Regions from separate parts of the Mus musculus genome. Here regions 2 and 3 are each linked to region 1. A link is a contact called in public Hi-C and HiChIP or PLAC-seq data. All regions are on one chromosome and are shown on one strand. Each heading gives the region's core, a stretch centred on a gene start, on an enhancer-like site or on the middle of the called end of the contact. The rest is flanking DNA. Distances are from core to core; before and after follow the strand shown. Region 1 has its middle 51 kb from the start of Zfp648. Region 2 overlaps LOC108167736 (a long non-coding RNA gene). Region 3 overlaps Gm46165 (a long non-coding RNA gene).

Evidence for each region. Hi-C and Micro-C count contacts between places; a contact is called where the count stands out from the background. HiChIP or PLAC-seq counts read pairs in DNA pulled down with a chosen protein or histone mark.
Region 2: a contact with region 1 is called in an HNF4G HiChIP or PLAC-seq map of pancreatic cancer cells. The contact joins two enhancer-like sites. A contact is called at or near these places in 12 of 484 Hi-C or Micro-C datasets (Sertoli cells, cerebral cortex, embryonic stem cells and 5 more) and 3 of 115 datasets of contacts at active chromatin or transcription factors (astrocytes, embryonic hindbrain and pancreatic cancer cells).
Region 3: a contact with region 1 is called in a Hi-C map of uterus, with 2.0 times the contacts expected there. The contact joins two enhancer-like sites. A contact is called at or near these places in 7 of 39 promoter capture datasets (the 3T3-L1 cell line, 3T3-L1-derived adipocytes, the HPC-7 cell line and 3 more), 8 of 484 Hi-C or Micro-C datasets (embryonic stem cells, morula, muscle stem cells and 3 more) and 3 of 115 datasets of contacts at active chromatin or transcription factors (embryonic stem cells and pancreatic cancer cells).

The regions. Positions count from the first base shown.
Region 1 is chr1:154,148,171-154,152,638 of GRCm38.p6, forward strand. No RefSeq gene overlaps it. Among named protein-coding and RNA genes, the nearest start is that of Zfp648, 51 kb to the right of the region's middle. Within about 2 kb of position 2,356, at least 171 of the 459 cell types and tissues checked have an H3K27ac peak or open chromatin away from gene starts, as enhancers often do. A contact at or near this core is called in cerebral cortex, liver, pancreatic cancer cells and 1 more, where this site is marked.
Region 2 is chr1:154,032,487-154,036,954 of GRCm38.p6, forward strand. All of the region lies in intron 3 of LOC108167736 (a long non-coding RNA gene), which reads right to left. Among named protein-coding and RNA genes, the nearest start is that of Gm46165, 29 kb to the right of the region's middle. Within about 2 kb of position 1,880, at least 127 of the 459 cell types and tissues checked have an H3K27ac peak or open chromatin away from gene starts, as enhancers often do. A contact at or near this core is called in cerebral cortex, liver, pancreatic cancer cells and 1 more, where this site is marked.
Region 3 is chr1:154,071,459-154,075,926 of GRCm38.p6, forward strand. The region is part of intron 1 of Gm46165 (a long non-coding RNA gene); the gene reads left to right. All of the region lies in intron 2 of LOC108167736 (a long non-coding RNA gene), which reads right to left. Among named protein-coding and RNA genes, the nearest start is that of Gm46165, 10 kb to the left of the region's middle. Within about 2 kb of position 2,698, at least 14 of the 459 cell types and tissues checked have an H3K27ac peak or open chromatin away from gene starts, as enhancers often do. A contact at or near this core is called in uterus, where this site is marked.

The DNA.
Region 1 (4,468 bases), core at 1,106-3,605:
CTGTGGTAACTAGGTTTTTATTTAAGGAGGGTGTAAAGTAGAGCCCATTGAAATACACCTGAGAATTTCTGAAATTAAATATTATAAACAAATAAGGGCTACATACATACCCCTTACCGCATTCCCAATCATATCTGCCTTTTAAGCAGAATCCCACAAAGATGTGTCTGCACTGCTCTGCCGGAAACCTTGCTTTTCCAAAGTGCTCTGGAATTTCTACATACTGAACAGAGGACATTACATTCACTTGGGACACAGAAGAATTTCCATGGATTCAAACTGCAAAAGCTTGAGGAAACCGGAGTATGGAGTAGAGTGAGTGGGAATAGAACATGATAGTCAATAGAAAGCGAGCCCCATACAAAGAAAAAAAAATCTAGTGGAAGCCTTAGCCAGCAGTCAGGGCTCTACAGGACAGGATGTGTGGAAGCTAGAGGTGAACATTCACAGGCCCTGTGCTTAGCTGGGGTTTCAATTATAAGCATGGCAATCTCTCTCTCTCTCTCTCTCTCTCTCTCTCTCTCTCTCTCTCTCTCTCTCTCTGTATGTGTCTGTTTGTCTCTTTCTCTGTATAGCATTCCTCTTATGTGCTTTGCCCCAAGGACACAGAAATGAAAGTCCAGTCCCTGCCTCCAGGGACATGAGCATCGAGGTGAGGACAGACAAATAGAAGGTTCACAGGGAAAGTGAGAACAGAAGAGTGAGGGCCCAGCCCCTCCCAGGACCCAGGAGACTTCTGGGAAGGCACTAGGAGCTGGCGGGGCGGGCGAGGAGACTGGGACTGCATCGAAGTAAAGAAAGGGACAAGGTCAAGGGCTTGGCAGAACCAACAAGGACACAGAGGCCCAAGGAATGAAGTAAATACAGAGAGATCATCTGTGTGGCATGGCGTCGTCAAGGGGTTGCGGCATGAGGTGCAGGCTAGGGGTCAGAAGGAGTCAGAACATTCAGGAACATCTGAGCACAACACCACGCAAGGTCACATAAATCACTTGCAAAACAAAGTGTGTCCAGTCAGTAGATAGATGAGGGTGTGGGCGTGTTTGGTAATTGCACAGCACTGCCAAGATCAACAGTTCGCGTGCACAATTATTCATTAATCTAAATACATGTAGAACAGAAGCGCTCGGTACCAGGACTGAAAGCCCTATGACCAGTGCTGCATTCCTGATAAAATCGCCAGCATTAGTTTGACCTCTAAGGCGAGACCTCTGAGGGAAACTGTTGAACGAATAAATGGATGGAGCCCCCATCCAAAGACCTTCCTGTTTCTGCTGATAGAAACTGTATCTCTTTCATATTTCTTTCATAGTTACTACCTAGCTTCTACTAACTCACCAGGGTAGGTGGATCACTCCCAGAAGGGTACCACTCAGATGGAGCAGGGACTTCATCCCAATCCCTGGTTCTTCAAGAACCAGACAAGCAGAGTGAGTGCCCGAGGAGATTTGAGGTGGAAGACCACAGGGGGAGTGAGATCTACAGCCAGTAGAGAGTAGGAGTCATTTTAACAGGAACACCAGCTGCTGCTAGTCAGCTAGAACAAGTTAGGATTAAGGCAGAGGGAGGGAGAGAGAGAGAGAGAGAGAGAAAGAGAGAGAGAGAGAGAGAGAGAGAGAGAGAGAGAGAGAGAGAGAGAGAGAGAGAGAAAGAGAGAAAGAGAGAAAGAGAGAAAGAGAGAGAGAGAGATGCAGATTTGTGTTTTCAGCCAAGTGATGCACCACTGTCTGAAGTTCTCCTTCTCACCACCACATGCCTAGGACTCAGCAGGATCAGACTGGTACCTGTATAGAGGAGAAGGCAGGCAGTATTATTTAGTAAGACATAGAGCCCCTTCCCCAATTGCCTTTTGTGATGGACATGACATTGAATTCTGAGATCTCTGTATTTAAAAGAGGGAATGTCTCTGTTCCCACAGACAAGACAAGGTGGCAAAGAGTGTCAGGTGTCAGGGCACCCCTCCCCCAATACACACACACACTTCTGACAGCTCTGGTGTTCACCTGTAGGCTAATCTCTGCCCACAGGCCTGGACCAGGCTTGACAACAGCTCCTCCCTCAGACCGCCCCAGCCCTGCTGGGTGGCGGTTGATGATTCCCTGGCTGTTTGTTCTGCTAGAGGAGACAGAAGACTGCAGTGTGCTGGAATCCTGCCCTGCCCACTCTGCACAGCTGCCTCCCCCAGCACATGGAAGCTGCTGAGCAGACAGAGAATCAAAGATGATTACGGGCTGCTGGAAAACCGTGCGCTTCTGCCTGGCTGCATCTGCCTGCCAAGCTGTTATGTAAGCCACAGACCCGTTCAGGCCTGGAACCAAACAATGCTGCTGACAGCCCTTCTGTGACCTGCTTATCAGCTAAGCTGCCAGAAACCCTGCCTCACCTGGAGCACACCTGCCCCTTGAGAACTTTGCCCATCCTGCGCTGACAAGCCATTTTCATATTTGTTTTGGGGTTTCCCTGTCTCTGCTCCCTTCCAGCACAGACATATGGGTGGGTCAGGGCCAAGAGTTGACTTTGGTCAGATTCCAAGTGACTAAGACATTTAACTCTGGAAAGCTTCGTTTCACAACCCAGGGGTTGTTTTTCAGCCTCCTAAGTGAATAATTCACTTTGGCTGTTTAGACACTAGAGCTGAACTCCTGGAGCCCCCAGATGACCTCCTGCCTGGAGAGGGACTGACCGATCTGCTCTGATAACCAAAAACTTATTTAGGGATCCTAGATATGCCCCACAGCCAAAGGCACCAAATTTGATGCCGAAGAACTTTACTTCCAGCATGTCCATGACTCGGTTAAATTTGTTGGTTTCTCAGCACTTCAGTTTCTTAGGTCTCTCTCTCTCTCTCTCTCTCTCTCTCTCTCTCTCTATTGTAATGCAGATGTCTGCAGTAGGCACACAGGAAAATTCAAGCTGAAATATTAGCTGTGCCCACGTTCTTTAAGCATACGTATTCATGTATGCAAGTATGTACTTGTTTTTGCATAGTGTGGCTTCCCTAGGTTGATAGCCGGTACCTTTCTCTTTCTCTCCACTCTATATATCGAGACAAAGTCTTGCAGTTGAACCCAGAACTCACACATGTAACTACTCTGGCTAGTCACCTTGCTCCAGAGAACCCCTGTCTCCAATTTCTGATCACTGGGATTACAACAGGGGGGTGGCCACCCTCATCCAGACTTTGTGCCGGTTCTGGGAATCCAAACTTCAATCTTCATGCTTGCATGGCAAGAATTTTAAATGCTAAGCCATCCTTTTAGCCTTTATTTTCAGCATTTCCAGAAGTATTGCCATTGCATCTGAAACCAGCTCCCAGTCCCACCAGTGTTGATGGTGTTTATGCAGGACATAGGCATTCAAACCTAGATGACACGGGTTTTCATTACTCTCCTTTTTGCGATCATAACTGGTGGTACCCCAGAGTCTGGGCTCATATGTTGGGACTTGGACCTTGGAGTTGGGTTTAACTCTGATCAGAGGCCATAAGACCTGTGCTGTAGCTTGAACCTCGCTGCATAACTGGACTGTCTTGAGCTCCTTTTTTTCCTGCATCACTTTATAATGCACAGGCTCTAAGGGGTCCCATTCCGACGTTGGCTGATGGCTGACCATATTCACCTTCATCTGTTCCAGCCTGGAAAGGGTGAGTAGGAGAGTCTCCATTGCTGAGAACAGTCTATTAGCTAGGATCTTAAATCTTTGGACTCAGGCTTTACTCCTGGCCCTTGCCTTTCTCGATAATACAGGAGGCGGGGGTGGGGGGCACTCACAAACCAGGATACCTACATAGCTGTTCAATTCACTCTCATTCTCCATGGATGGCTAAAGTGCCAGATCTAATGACTAATCCAAAACCCTGCTCCTAGGAAGATGGCCAGAAAGATCATGTCCTAAGGACAGGCATTCTGAACATGCTAAAACAGAAAGAAGAAATTGTCTTCTCTAGGTCCTAAACTGTAGAAGGCCTCCCGGCTCTCTAAGTCCACATAAGAGCAGATGTTTGCAGGAGTTCCCCATAGGTGACATGGCAGTGAGAGACCCACTTGTCTGCTGCCTGAGAATGACTTTATTCAAATACTTTATGGCATATTACAATGCTGTGGAGGAGCTGCCCTCCCATGGCCGCTTCTAAATTGGAGACGCCACCTCAGACCCTGATGCCCTACTCAAGGAAACTGTCCTCACTGTTCCTCAAGGTGGCCTGAAGCTGGGAAATAAAGGCTACTTCAGAACGCAGTAGAGTTTGGGCTTTCTTATTCTGCCTTGCCCTCGTCTTTTGGAGAGGTAAAAATTCCCTGCTCTTGGAAGATAGAGGCCTCCGTGGTGATGAGCTTATGCAGCCTCCACTGGCTTCCAGGATGGTCATTCCCTTATGGTTTTCTGTGTTTCTACACTAACATTTGGACCTGGATGGGATCAGGAGACTGAGAAGTTCTGAGCACCTTTCTTTTTGCCCCTGGAGGGGTGC
Region 2 (4,468 bases), core at 630-3,129, 120 kb before region 1:
CTGGCCTCAGATTTAGCATCTGGGAGAGTTGTCCTGTGGGGCCACCTATAGCTTTGAAGTTCAGAGAGACAGTAGACCTTGGAGGCATATTCCTAAGCAACCCACCCCTTCTTTACTAGGCTCCAGCTGTCATCTCACCTGCTGGCTCCCTTAATTTTAGTCTCTAGCCCTTCCCTACTGGAACTTGAAATACTAAAGGGAACGGTTAAGAAGTTTAATTCCTGGACCGGAGCGCCCCCTAGGCACACCGAGCTAAACTGTGACGCGCTTCATCTGACTCAGGATTCTGGGAAGTTGATGTCCAGGGTCAGCATCGGATCCTTGAACTTCCCGGTTTGTATTGTGAGGCAAGCACCCTGGGACTTTCCTGACTTGGGCAGGGAGGGTGCAGGGAAGGAGACGGGGAAGAAGGAAGTGGCAAACACTGTCCAAGCAGGCACCGAAAAGGCTATGCAGGGGTTGCTCCTTCAACAGACACGTGGGGCTAGAGTGGGGGCGGGAGTGGTAGATATACCAGAGACTCAGGAGATGCAATTCAGCAGGCAATATTCAGCAGCCGCGGTGAGTGCACAGGGACAGAAGAACCATCACTTAATAAAAAGCACTGTTAGAGCCGGCCAGTGTGGCACTCACCTTTAAACCCAGCATTTGAGAGGCAGAGACCGGAGAATCTCTGAGTTCGAGGCCACCCTGGTCTACAACCGGAAGTTCACAGAGAAACTCTGTCTTGAAAAAAAACAAAACAAAACAACAGCAAAAACCTGTTAGAACAGAACAACCCATTTCAAGTCAACTATTTATGTTCCTGTTACTGCTCTCTTGTTACAGTGAATCTTATATGTTCATTTTAAACAAGGATTCTTCAAGTTTATAACTTTTTTGCTGCATTTTGATTTTCTTTCCTCTTTTTTTTTTAAATACTTATCTCCTATATACATAGCTAACATAACCAAAGCTTTGTGTCAAGTAGTATGTTACATTTCGTCTCTGTATGTGTACATTGTGGTGATCTAGTGTATAAGACCTGTGTGCAGTGTTTATCTGTGTGTCTCTGTGGGATATGTATATGACGCATCCAACATATATGCATTATATGTTTCTATCTATGTTTGATATTTTTGAATGTTTATATGATTGTGTGTGTCGTATCTATGCTCTATATTTGTGTATCTGTTTCTGTGTGGAGTGAGTGTATATGTAGTGTGTTTATTTGGGGTGAATATATTTCTGTTTCTACAAGTATTAACATGGTCTGTGTATGTGTGTCCAAGTATGTGTGTGAATTTGTGTATGAACAAATGTGTGTGTGTGTGTGTGTGTCTGTGTCTGTGTGTGTGTGTGTCTGTGTCTGTGTGTACTATGTTCATGTTTGCTGACTCTAGCATCTCAGGTCCAAATTCAGACCTTAGTTACTGTTCTGGAAAGTGAGACTTCCCAGGCACAGCATCTGAGACTGGCTAGCATCTAAGAGTTGGACAAGGCACTTTGCATGGTAGACGTTTGAGAACCTGCACAGTCACTGTGTGTGCTGGGGGCAGTGACATGCCGCAGCTTCTGCCGAGGCCAGCGTCCGTGCTTATCAGCAGTCAGCACCCTCAAGAGCCATTATCACAGGCCACAGAGCGCTTGACTTCACATGCTATGTGTTTCTTTCTCCTCTAAGATACATTTTCATTCTCACCTAAAGACAAAAGGTCTCTTGGGTGGATCCATGGGTCCTTTTTCCTTGTTAGGCCAGTCGACATCAACAACGTCAGCCTTTTTGTCGGGGCAGGAAGTGGTGGCGCAGATCCAAATCAGCAAGGTGGCCTTTCCCCTAGTTTCTAGCCACAGTTCCGACTTGTGTACACAGCTCTGCCTCACCCTGCACAGTGAGCATGCCCCGCTGTGTGGCTCAGTCAGCCTCCTGCCTCCTGACCTGGCTCTTACACAGAAGATGAGACAGTCGTTAGGCCAAAGCATTCAAGGTTTAGTTTAATCCCATAAGTGAATTCCTCTAGTAGCCATCAAGAGGTGTGGCCATACCCTAGGGGAGGAGGGAAGGCTGAGAGCTTGGCTCAGGGTAAGCTAGAACTCACACCCATCCAGGTTCACTCCTTACTCTGTGACTGGGATACACAGGATCTTTGGGCTCTGCTTCCTCAGTTGTTCCTGACTTACTTAGTGTTGGGCAGCAAACCTGGTATAGAGTTCATAGCGAAGTACATAGACTACGACCTTTTATTCAGTGTGTAGGTTGGCTTCCTGGACCCAGCCTCAGTCTGAGGGAGAACAGGTTGGGAGCAGAGTTCTTCCCAGACTGCTCTGTAGTCAAGGTTCTAGAAGCAAGTCATCGTTTATACTCCAACTAAGATGTGCAAGGCCAGAGGAGGGGTGTGTGTGTGTGTGTGTGTGTGTGTGTGTGTGTGTGTGTGTGTGTGTGTGTGTAAGTTTGAGGGGGTGTGTCCAGGTGCAGAGACTAAAACCAGAGGAAGATATCACTTTTTGGCCTTTATTCCCTGGAGACAGGGTCTCTCACTGAACTTGGAGCTAGGCAGCAGCCAGCAAGCCTGGGACCCTTCTGCCTCTGCCCCAGCACTGGGGTTGCAGGTGCTTGAGCAACCACATCGACTTGAATGACATGGATCCTTATGCTTGTGATGCGAGTGTCCTTACCTGTGAGCCGTTTCTCCACCCCTACCACTCACATCTCGGCTCTTTTACCCTGACTTCCAGCGGCCAACATCTGCACATATCTGACCTTGCACGTCTCAGCCTCCTCTAGCTCCAGCAAACCGGGGTTCCCTTAACTTGGTGCTTTCTTTCAATATTTAAAAAAACGAAACAAAACATCCATCACCACCACCAAACTTTTCTCAACAACCCAAGTACTGAATTCTTCACCTAACTGAAAAGCATATGAGAAAGCTTCCCGTATGCTTCTGAACTATTCTTTGATGAGACAAATCTGACCTTCTTTTAGCTGCATCTCCCAATGGAAGGTGCAGCTTAGCAACTAGCGACAGCTGGCTTGCCTTTGTTAGGGACTTGGACACCCCAGGTGACAGGAAATAAATACATTTTGAATTTGTGTGCTTAATAATTTATAAAAAAGTGTTTGATGATGATGAAGAAGAAGAAGAAGAAGAAGAAGAAGAAGAAGAAGAAGAAGAAGAAGAAGAAGAAGAAGAAGAAGAAGAAGAAGAAGAAGAAACCCCCAGGGGCTGGAACAATGGTTGGTGGTAAAGAGCACTGGGTGCTCTTCCAGAGTACTACCTGAGTTTGAGTCCCAGCACCCACCTGGTGCCTCACAACTATCTGTAACTCCAGTTCCTGGAGATCACACCCTGTCTTCTGGCTTCTGAAGGCAATAGGCATGCATGGAGTGCACAGACAGACATGCAGGTACAACATCCATACACACAAAATAAAAGTATTAAAAAAAAATCTCCCAATTGATCATTTCACAGGATTTTTAGAGAGGTACTGGTCCTCTTTCAAGGGAGCAGGCTGTAAACTGGGGATGTGGCAGCCATGTGCCCCATCCTTAGATAGCCTGGGTCCCTGAACCTTGACTAGGGGTGATGAGAAAATGAAGAAATGACAACCACAGAGACATGGGACAGCTGGGATTGGATGGACCGGACTCTCTGATGGAGAAGACACAGTGCCCTGAAGGGCGGCATATTTACTATATACAGTGAACGAGGAGGCAGATTTTTACATGCTGATAAACAAGGCAGGGTTTGTGGTATACAGCTGAACAAGGAGGTGGATTTAGCTAATCCCAGTAAGGACAGTCTCTGTAGAGGAGCAGTCTTTAGGCCATACATCTGGGGTAGAAAGCTACGGAGAAAGCACATGTTCTGTAGGTGATACCTATGTTTCCACTCAGAGCAGGAGAGAAGGCATTGCCCCTTCCCTGAGCCTAGCAGGGGCTTTGCCACACCTGTGGAGCTGAGATTGTGTGGCTGATGACATGGCTGTGTCCTTGTTAAACAATACACATTTGATGAGGACTTTACCCGATCCCTGAAGCCCTGTCTGTAATCTTAGCACTTAGGAGGTGGATGCAGGAGGATTAAAAGTTCAAGGCAGGAGTATAGTGTAGATGCAGTGCTCATGAATAGGGTTCTCAAAAGTAACCAACTACCAACCAACCAACAAAATAAATAAACCTACTTTGAAAATGTTCAAGGTTATCCTTGGTTAGTTCTTATATAAACTGAGGACATGGCCATTCCATGATCTTATTAAGGGGGAGATTTTTTATTATAGATGTGAGTGTGTATGTGTGTGTGTGAGAGAGAGAAAGAGAGACAGACAGACAGACAGAGACAGAGTATCTAGGACACAGAGAGAAAGTACCAGACTGAACACGCCATGAGAGAAGCAAGAATGGGGTGTAAAATGAGGAAGCTGGAGTGCACAGCAGGAGGGAGACCAAGAGCAGAAGACAAAGACAGGGAGAATAATAAGATAGCAGGGT
Region 3 (4,468 bases), core at 1,448-3,947, 76 kb before region 1:
AGTTCATTTCTTAGCCTTAGTTGAATCAGAATGCCAGACTATTGGCTTGGCAAACCTTTGTTCTGTCCTGTGGATCTGGTCCTTGGTCAGAAAGAGTCCAAGACTCCTGAACCTGAGGAAGACCATCTTTAACTATAAGGCACTGAAGGGACTGTGTGACTCCAGGATCTGACAAGTCAAGACCCCATTTTGAAGTGAGTTAAAAATTAGCTCTTCAAGACCCCATTTTGAAGTGAGTTAAAGATTAACAAGTTAAAGATTGTTAGTTTACTTCCAAGTGTAAAAGGAACAGAAGAATAGAGTTTAACTAAAGAAAAATTCAAATCAACCAGGGACTGACTAGCTAGGGAAACCTACTCATTTCTTCCCAGGCCAGGCTTGGACATTTAGCCCTGCTGGAGCTACTTTTTATGGTCTGAAGGGAATGTCCAATCCTTAAATCCTTAAATAGAAGGTATATCTTATTTCCAGTGCCAACTGCAAATGGATAAGGTATGGCTGTCTGCAGAGGGACTCCAGGCCCAGGCCAGGGCAATTGAAGTGTGCTCGGGTAGGTTGGTCAATGCCACCTGTCCCTGGCACCTAATATGGGAGGTACTGAAGTACCCCCTTTCCTCCCTGAGACTCTACACTTTATCATAGGAGAGGAAGCCCATTTCTCAAGAATAAATAGCACATGAATTGCCTGATCCTCATCAGCTTCTCGAGTCACTTTAAACATTGCTTATTAATTTTTAAATTCAGTATTAGAGATTGACTCTAGGGCCTTGCACACATGCTTTCCTGCACTCTGCTTCTGAGTTATACCCTCAGCCCCAGCTTTAATCGTCCTCTTCTTCCTCTTCCTCCTCTTCCTCCCTCTTCCCCCTTCTTCCTCTTCTTTTTCCTCTTCCTCCTCTCTTCCTCCTCTTCTTCCTCTCCTTCCTCTTTCTCCTCCTCTTCTTCCTCTTCATTCTCCTCCTCCTCCTTCTCATCATCATTTCTATCTGCTGAGGCCCAGTTAGATGTCATACACTTTATAGAAATTTACTTCATAATCTTTATAACACTTTATGTTAGATTCCTTTTTATCAAATTTGTGTGAGATTGTAAAACTTTTCAAAGAAGTGGTCCTCAAATTTGGGTCTACATGACTGGTCCAGCCAGGTATAGAATGCCTTTAATCCCAGCACTCAGGAAGCAGAGTCAGGAGGATGTCTGTGAGTTTGAAGCCAGCCTGTTCTAGAGTGAGCTCCAAGCTAGCCAGGGTTACACAGGGAGACCCTGTCTCCAACAAAAACTGTCCTACTACAATAGTTTCACGTGAATACAGTTGAAGACACTCCTCAAAGCACTAATATTCTTTATCCAGTGCCCGCATCCTTGACTTCTTTGTAAACAGTGTCTCAGCACTTCTGTGTAATTTCCAGATATCAGATTTTATCTATGAATTTCATCAAAGACATCTTGATTAAAATTTTTCTATGTATTGTCTTCTCCTCCCCGTCCTTCTCCTCCTCACCCCTCTCTCATTCTCTCGCTCCCCCTCCTTTTCCTCTTTTTAGACAGGATCTTATTTAACCCAGGCTGATCTTCAACTTGTCTTATAGTCAGTGCTAGCCTTGCCCTCCTGATCCTCCTGCCTCTATCTCCTGAGTGCTGGGATTGCAGCCATGCTCCTACTACCAATGAACTTAAGATGGTTATATTCTTGCATCAGCTCACTATAATAGTGAATTCAATTAGGTGCCGTAGACTGATACCTAGCAAGGAGCTGACCTGTGGTGGGAAGTAAATATTTAGAATCAATTAGCCAATGTTATTTTAATTAGAGTAGCTTTAATTTTTGTTCACATGTTTTGTTTCTTTTGAGGTGGGGGTCTCTTTATAGTTTAGGTTAAACTATAACTTTCTATGTGTTTTCAACCTTTCCCCTCTCCTGCTTCAGCCTAGTGAGTGTTGGAATTACAAGTGTTAACCACTCTGACTGGCTAGGGTTTAATTTTGATGAAGTTTCTTTTATGGTTATCTTTTCTTTTTTTAAAAAAAAATATTTATTTATTTATTATATGTAAGTACATTGTAGCTGTCTTCAGACACTCCAGAAGAGGGCATCAGATTTCATTATGGATGGTTGTGAGCCACCATGTGGTTGCTGGGATTTGAACTCAGGACCTTTGGAAGAGCAGTTGGCACTCTTAACCACTGAGCCATCTTACCAGCCCTGGTTATATCTTTTCAGCATGGACTCTAAGAAATAGTGGCCTAGCCCAAGGTCAGAAAGATGTCCTCCTATGGTCTTTTCTTGAAGTTCTACAATGATAGCGTTTACTTTTAAGTCCATTATTCATCTCGTTGTCTTTCTTTTAAAGTCAGGGTTATTTCTTTTTATTATTTTAAGTTACATGTTTGGAGGGGTGGAAGGATGCACCCAAGTTCAGGTGCCTGTGGAGGCCAGAAGATCGTGTCAATGAGCCACCTGACATGGGGTCTAGGAACCAAAGCAGTAAGTGTTCATAACTACTGTGCCATATCTCCAGCCCCAGCATGAAGATTCTCAAAGCACCATCATATGCTCTGCAGACGCATGTGAAAGTTTAAGAGTTTAGAATGATGTCTTCTCTCTTGAAATGTGGCCTTTAAAGTTGTTTTCCAGCATAATCTGCTACATTACCATCTGTATCGGTTAACTCATTCTCCTGCCCTCCCTCCTCTCCCCAATTTCCCAATTCTACTTCCTCTAAGCTAAACACAAAACAAAACAAAACAAAACAAAACAAAACAAAACAAAACAAAAACAAAACGAAAACAAACCAACCAACCAAAGAAACAAGAACACCCCAAACCACCCTGGCTAAAATGTCTTTGTTTCTGAGGAACTCTGTCCAGAAAATAAGGTATTGCTCAACACTTTCCACTCCCTACAGCCTGACCAGATAACAGCCCATGACCACCATTCCCAAATGCAGTGCCTACATTGTTTACAAAATAATCTTCAACCTAGGACTCATGGAACAGACCACCAAGAGGAAGGCAGGGCCTGCAGTGGATGCTGTAATTGCAGAGGCCAAGGCTATCTGGGATAAAGCCTAGCTGCTCTAACTTCACACTGAGCTCCCTGTGAGCAGGACACTGGGTGTAGGAAGTTGGAGGAGAGGGATGTTGTCAAAGGATCCTGTTCTCTGAATCTGTACAGCTCCAAAAGATTTGATTTCGGAGCTGAAATTGAAAAGAACGTTCTGTATGCTCACAAGTCTAATTGCAAGTTTTATGGCGTATTCCTACCCCCTTTGACATTCTGGGAAGGATGAAAAACAAGCAGAAAATGGACTTTGTTCAATCTAGATTAGATATGTAGAAGAACGTTTGCTTCTCACAGTTAGGCTCCTGTCCTCTACTGTTTGGGTCAAATATTCTGGCTTACAATTGTCTGGGCAGGAAAGTCTTCCCTCCTGCATCCTGCCTGTTCTTCCTCAACCCAGTCTTTTCTGTAAAGCCAATGTACCCAGACATTTTCTATGCTTTAAAACACTGACATATTAACACAGGTATACACACACATACACACACACACACACACACACACACACACACACACACACACACACACACACAGAGGGAGAGAGAGAGAAAGAGAGAGCGAGAGACAGACAGACAGACAGACAGACAGAGACAGAGGAACACAGAGAAAGAGATGATGAGGAGGGAGGGAGGAAGCGAGGGAGGGGGGAAGGGAGGGAGGGAGGGAGAGAGGGAGGGAGGAAGGGAGGGAGGGAGGGAGGATGATGCAGGAGGGGGAGAGAGAAGAAGAGGGGGAAGAGAGGGAGAGAAGGAGAACAAACCCAAAGCCAGCAGCTAGGAGAGATGCTGGAGCACACAAGAACCCTTAGCTGGTTTCCATGCTAGTACAGATTTTACCACAACAGCTTATTACAGTGCAATGAGATGCACATCCTACACAAAGAGAATGTGCAAGAAAGCTGGGCACTTATCGTTGCCTGCCTGCTACAATTTGAAGTATATAGAGAGAGGAGATTTCAAGGAGGAAGAAATAGTTTCCATTGAGTTTTGAGATAATCAAAACTTGATATAGGATATCGGTGGGGTGGTCTCAGAAATTCACAAGGCACGAGAGAGTTTGGGAACTCCGGAGAATAATAGATGGTCCCATGATCCAGAGCCCACTCTGGGCTAGTTAGTAGTTAGTTAGGTGTTCCTCGTAGCTGATTTTATCTAGTTCTGCTCAGAGTGGAAGCTGTTACAATGATGGTTAAGGAAAGTGTGTCCATAAGGTGAGTGTACAAGTGTTCTGATTTTCCAGGTGAGCCAACTTCTTGGTGCATTCAAGCAAAGTCATTCAGATAGGTAGCCCCCTGCTCCAGATACCGTTTCACTGTTTCAAAAGCAGACACAAAGACATCCCTGCTTATTCTTAACCAGGTGCTGGCTACTTTCATGTCTACTTGACACAAACTATAGTCATCTGAGA